Regions from separate parts of the Mus musculus genome. Here region 2 is linked to region 1. A link is a contact called in public promoter capture Hi-C data. All regions are on one chromosome and are shown on one strand. The core of a region is the stretch at or near the end of the contact, and the rest is flanking DNA. Distances in the headings are between cores, read along the strand shown. Region 1 holds the start of Gab3 (growth factor receptor bound protein 2-associated protein 3). Region 2 holds the start of Fam50a (family with sequence similarity 50, member A).

Region 1 (3,307 bases), core at 608-3,107:
TCTTCAAAGTAGTTGAAAAGTTAGGGAAACAGCTTGGATGAGAGATGTGGGACTCTGTGCTTAGGAATTTGTGAAATCAAAAGCATGATGTGGGGCCAGGTATAGTGGCAATGCCTTTAATCTCAGCACTCAAGAAGCGGCAGGTAGATCTCTGACTTTGAGGCCAAACTGGTCTACACAGTGAGTTCTAGCACAGCCAAGGCTATGTAGAGGCCCTGTCTCAGAGAGAAAGATGGGGGGAGGTAGCATACTGATATTATTCAAAGAAGTGTTTATATTTTGCATCTGTGATGGCTACATGCTTAGTAGAACAACATTCTTTTATTCAATAGCACAAACAACAAAAACCTATCATCATAAGGAATATGCTGAGAAGGGACATGATGAGAAAAAGAGTTAGATTGTATGGAAAACTGCTAAGAGTGAGTCACTGTCTAACTCAGGAATGGGGTAAGGGACCACTGAGAAACTTCATATTCAGGAAAAGCTTCTGTTACAAATTTCAGAAATATCCATACATCATTGATATCTTCTTATAATTCCACCCCTGAATTTCTACATGATATGTGCTCTTTAATATGAAAAAAAAAAAAAGTACTGGCTGGTGAAATAAGGACCCCAGTTAGAAAGCTATAGACATAAGTACCAGGTAGAACCCCATTTGTGGTGGAATGCCTCAGCTGACTGCAAACCTGAACAGGGTAGTTCCCACCTGCATGCTTTGGTTTTGCAGAGAAATTAGAAATTATAAAGGACAAGGATCCATCAAGCTACTTCCAGTTCCACCAAACCCCAAGGGCAAGAAATCCTAATATCTGTATATACAACCCCCCGGGGACTAAAGTGATTCTTGTTAATGGCTAAAGACAGCTCAGTAACAATCGAGTCTTTAAGCAGAATATTTTTATGATCTTATCCTGAGAACACTAGATATAATGAACTTTTTGAGTTGTGTGCAACTTATTTAAATATGGTCATATGACGGGTAGAAAGATGTAGTTCTCCGGGGTTCCTTATTTCATAATAGGAAATGTCAATGGTTCCAGCTGTACTAGAAAAGCTCCATGTCATCATAAAGAATATGCTGAGAAGGGACATAATGAGAAAAGAGTTACACTGTGTGGTAGGCTCCCAACAAGAGTGTTCTATGATAGCTATGACAGTACTCATTACAAGAGGAATGCAGCAGCTTCACTGAGTGGCCCACACAAGTTTCCTCTTACTGTCCACGTCCCTGTCCCTCGCCCTGTTCTCGCTGTGAAATGGAACTCCAGTTGGAGACAGGGCACCCTTTAGAGAAGTCTCTCTGGTTGTTCCAGCATACAAGCTGGGTTGGGGGTTTCAGCTCCAACCCACCTCCATCTACCGCTGAGTGTGGCAGTATAGAGACACTGAACACAGCAGGCAAGAGGCACCAGGCCAGCCTGCTGCAGGACTCAGAACAGCTTGACGTGCGATTTCACTTTCCAACGTCCAATGGCCTCGCCTGCAGCTAGGGCTCTGGGAACAGTTATATTTGGCGCGCCTAGAGTCAGGGACTCCCCAGGGCCACACACGGCCACCCCACGAGCAGAGAACCGAGGGCACGAAGGCCAGGGTTGAGTCGGCACCCCTACTCACATAGCGCTGCAGCTTCCTCTCGGGAGGCGACTTGATGAGCCAGCCCATGCACACAGTGTCACCAGTGCTCATCCTGGCCGCCGCCGCCGCCGCAGCCGCTTCTGCTGCTGCTGCTGCTGCTGCTTCTTCTTCTTCTTCTTCTTCTTCTTCTTCTTCTTCTTCTTCTGCTGCTGCTGCTGCTGCTGCTGCTGCTGCTGCTGCTGCTGCTGCTGCTGCTGCTGCTTCCTCCAGCTGGGCTGGCCGCCTGCGACAGGAGGAAGTCTAGCCAGGGATGCCATGGGGCGTTCCTACCTACATAGCGCCGCCCCAAGTTGCTGAGCGACGCCCCCTCCTCGCCCTCCTCCCACCCCCAGGACTTGAGGAAGGGATGGACAGTAGTCGCTGTTCTTGAGTTTAGACTGCGGGGGGGGGGGGGGGGCGGAGGCGGGGGCGGGGGCGGGGCGGGGGTGGAATAAGCAGCAAAGATAAGAAAGCCTCTTCGAGCAATTGCTGTGCTGCAGGAGGCTCTGCTTCTGGAGACCCCAAGCAGGATGCTCTGCTGCTGTTTCCCAGGTGCCTAGATTGTTACCTTCATAGTTATAGCAGAGGGAGGAAGGAGCCTGCCACCCCTCCTCCCCCCAGGAAAACACTAGGTGACCTAATGGCAGCCAATGATCCTGTTGCTTTCATCACCATCCCTGAAGAGCTATGTCAAAAGGGTTGGTTTCCTTAGCTCAGACGCTGCAGAACAAAAATCTATGGCTCATATCTGTCATGTATATAGTTAACAGAGAAAGAAAGACTCCTCTTCCACTTCCCTGCTCCACTTGATTGTTTGCAAAGTAGTGTGATTTTTATGCCCCTCTTCCAAAGATCATTGTGTTCAATAATGAGCTTCCAGGGCAGAACTGTTTAAATGTTCTAATGAACAAAAATGATCTGAATTCAGCAGTAGTACTAGCTGCACCTTACTAAACTCTGGGGTTTTAAAAGGTAAATATAAGGTTGAGCCAGCTTGTATGCTGGGAACTCTAATAACAAAAATAAACTGATATTTATTGTGACTACTGAGTACCATATGCCAGCCATTGTCATAAGTGCTTCACAGCATCTACACAAACACCCTATAAGCTATATTGTTGAGTCAGTTTTGCCCATGCATAAGACAAGAAACAGAACAATACTGCCCCCTATATAGAGCACACACGTAGGAAGTTACCAATAGCAGAGTTAGTTGTCTGTCTCAAGAATTAGCCCCTGGGCTGGAGAGGTGGCTCAGCAGTTAAGAGCACTGACTACCCTTTCAAAGGTCCTGAGTTCAAATCCCAGGAACCACATGGTGGTTCACAATCATCTGTAATGAGATCTGATGCCCTCATCTGGGGTGTCTGAACACAGCTATAGTGTACTTATAGTAATATAATTAATGTTAATATAATAATTAACATATAACAATATATTAATCAATATATTATTATATTAATTAATTGTGTGTGTTAATTAATATACATTAATATATAACATATGATGATAAATAAATCTTTTTTAAAAAAAAGAGAGTTCATCCCTCTAAACACTACCTTCTCTTTGTGAACACACTTTAAAAACTGGAAAGCACCAGGCAGTGGTGGCGCACGTCTTTAATCCCAGCACTTGGGAGGCAGAGGCAGGTGGATTTCTGAGTTCGAGGCCAGCCTGATCTACAGAG
Region 2 (3,109 bases), core at 267-2,766, 770 kb before region 1:
ATTGTCTGAGCCCTCAGCCTTTCTGTGCAGCCTAGGGCTGTAGAGTGAGCTGCCCTGGCCTCTCCCAGTGCTGGCAAAGCCTGGGATGGGAGAAGATTTAGGTGTGACCCCCTCTGGAGGTTGATCTGTTTTGAATTTCTTTTGTGTTGTGTTCACTGAGAAAAAGTAATGTGAGCAAAGCAGAAGGAGGTAGGAAAGTGGATCCAAACCCCAGTGTACCCTGCCCCATGCCTTTTCCTTTAGTGGTGGGAAACCCTTACCTTGCAAAGTGAATGTGTCCCCTTCCCCAAGCTCTAGTATATTTCACAGAAAACAAAAACCTCCCAATAAAACTATTGAAACTTAAGCCTGGCTCTTTAGGTTCTCTGCTTTAAGGCTGTTTTGCAGGACTGGGGCAATTTAGCTTCTGGACTAGAACTGTATCCGCAAGGATCAAGGCAGGTGAAGTAGGTCATCTGGTGTTGGACGGGTCATCATTTACTAGTGGTTTCCAAATCAGAAGTCAGTGTGGAGGTTTTGGGTTCAAGGCTATACTGACCTCTCCGAAGCAGAATAGCACAGGTGAGATGGTTCAATGCATAAAGATATTTTCTATGTGACCCTGAGTTTGATCTTTGGAGCCCATGTAAAGGTGGAAGGAGAAAACTGATTCCACAATATGACCTCTGCACATGTTCAGTGGCTTGTGCACAACATGTAAACAAACACATTTAAATTTTTATGTGTATGGCTATTTTGCCTAGGTGGGTGTGCACAACTTGCATATCTGCTGCCTGCAGAAGCCAGTATCTCCAGGAATTGGAGTTACAGTCAGTTGTGAGCTATTTGAATGCTGGGGATCGATTCTGGGTACTCACCATTGCCTGAGCCATCTCCTCTGCCTCACACAAATTTTTAAAGGAGAGGTATCAGGAGTCTCAGTCCTGGGGGAGCAAAGGGACCTGGACCTAGCCTTGGATGATAGCTAAAAAAATTCAGCTGGGCAGGGGTGGCACACACCTTTAATGCCAGCACTTGGGAGGCAGAGAACAGGCCAATTTCTGAGTTTGAGGCCAGCCTGGTCTACAGAGTGAGTTCCAGGACAGTCAGCTACACAGAGAAACCCTGTCTCGGAAAAAACAACAACAAAAAAATCCAAGCAACCAAATGTGTCAGTGTGTGACCAAGCAGGAGGAAAAACAGCCTCCGTGGGAAGGGGTACACCTGACTGAGACATGGCTCTCAGTTCCATCATCCAAGTTGGGAGCAGCGCGCTCAGCCTTGGGACTAACAGAAAGAAGTTAGGAGGAATGGAGGGCCAGCTTAAGATAGCATTTAACTTTGAGGGTGTACAGGAAGCTAGAGGACCCAGCTCCATGTCACAAGGAACCAGCAGAAAGAACTGGTGATTTCGCATTGGGTATGGGATGAACTCGTCCGGCCTCCTGTGAGGCGGGGCGAGGTGCGATCACGTGTCAGAGCCGCGGGCGTAGGGCAGGGCCTGCGTCCGCACGTTCCCTGGTGGCTGACGTCACGCATCAGCTGACTAAATTGCCGCCGCCACTGCCGTCGCCGTCGCCTCCACGACTTCTCCAAGCAAAAGTCACTGTTGCCGCTGTCGTCGCTGCCAACGCCGCCGCTGCCGCTGCCGCTGCCGCTGCCGCTGCCGCTGCCTCCGCTGAAACCGCCACTGCCTTCGCTGAAACCGCTGCTGCCACCATGGCCCAGTACAAGGGCGCTGCAAGCGAGGCGGGACGCGCCATGCACCTAATGAAGAAGAGGGAGAAGCAGCGTGAGCAAATGGAGCAGATGAAGCAGAGGATTGCAGAGGTGTGGGCCAGGCCGGGGCACCTCAGAGCTTGCGCTCCGCGCGGACCCCCTGGCGGTCTCCTGCCACTCGTCTCTGGGAGACCTCAACAGTGGGCTATGAGTGCCCGGAGGGCGGGCCCCGCGTTGGTGGCGAGACTTGCTGTGCATCTCTAGTAACAGAAGTCAGCCGAGACAGTCTAATCTATAAAATGGGCTCAGTGTTGGTCCATGTCAGAGATGGGGAGCACACTGATGTTGGGTGAGACTCCTTGGCACTCCTCCTGAGTACAGAGCTCCCAGCCTTCCAATGCTTATTGGGAAGACCCCACTTCCTGTGGAGAGGCACAGGGGTATGCCACTGAGTCTCACTCATTACAGAGTACTAGAGTTTCTCCCAGGGTTTGTTTAGTGAGTGGTCGCTGCATTCAGAAGCGCGATACCAAGCTGACCACAGCTTGATCCTTTGGGCAAGACTCCTGAGAGGAGCAGGGGGCCTTAGCTCTCCAGGTGAGAGCAGGCCCTATCTGGGGAAGTGAGAAGACAAACGCCCAAACCAGTCTTCAGTTGGAAGTTTTTTTGTTTTGTTTTGTTTTTTGTTGTTGTTGTTGTTTTGGTTTTTTGAGACAGGGTTTCTCTGTGTAGCCCTGGCTGTCCTGGAACTCACTCTGTAGACCAGGCTGGCCTCCAACTCAGAAATCCACCTGCCTCTGCCTCCCAAGTGCTGGGATTAAAGGCATGTGCCACCATGCCCGGCCAGATGGAAGTATTGTCCACCCTCAACTATGCTTGTATAGACACCTAGTCCTACAGTTCCGGCCTCATTGCCTCATTGGCAGCTGGAAGTTTGCCTCTACTGGCTACTCATTTGGAGGTCCCTTCAGAGTACCTACAGGGCACTTATTAATATGGGGTCAGGCTGAAGAACAGTGGCCTTCCAGAGAGCTGCTGACAGCATCCTGGGCCAAAAAGGAGAATTCCAGGGTCTGGACATTTTGATCCCTCTTTTTTTTTTCCATTTATCTCTTCCTGAAATCCCGTGGCTTGGGTCTCAGGAGCTTCAGCTTAAAGGCTGAAGGTGAGTGGTGGTGGCTACAGATTACTGAGTGGGTGCTGGGCCCCAGCAGGAGACCTGAAGAGGGGGCCAGAGCAGTTCAGGGATGCCAAGAGAAGGACCTCCTTTGGTTCCTTTAGCCTTCCCAATTTCGTGGACCCTTCCAGACAGAAAAGGAAGGGAGGGTGTCTTTCTTTTCTAAGATCATGTCATAGCATGTTAAGGCACAAATTTCGAACTAGGGTCTAGAACCCACAGCCACTCTGTCAC

The links. Promoter capture Hi-C pulls out the DNA fragments that hold promoters and counts their contacts.
Region 2: a promoter capture Hi-C map of erythroid cells shows a contact between it and region 1, with 4 times the contacts expected there. The contact joins the promoter of Fam50a here to the promoter of Gab3 in region 1. A contact is called at or near these places in 4 of 39 promoter capture datasets (cranial neural crest, erythroid cells, maxillary cranial neural crest and 1 more).

The regions. Positions count from the first base shown.
Region 1 is chrX:75,083,048-75,086,354 of GRCm38.p6, forward strand. Gab3 (growth factor receptor bound protein 2-associated protein 3) reads right to left here and starts at 1,858. Exons shown (of 10, transcript NM_181584.4): 1 at 1,621-1,858. The coding sequence starts at 1,692.
Region 2 is chrX:74,311,517-74,314,625 of GRCm38.p6, forward strand. It overlaps Fam50a (family with sequence similarity 50, member A), which reads left to right and starts at 1,517. Exons shown (of 13, transcript NM_138607.3): 1 at 1,517-1,809. The coding sequence starts at 1,699. It overlaps Gdi1 (guanosine diphosphate (GDP) dissociation inhibitor 1), which reads left to right. Exons shown (of 11, transcript NM_010273.4): 11 at 1-351.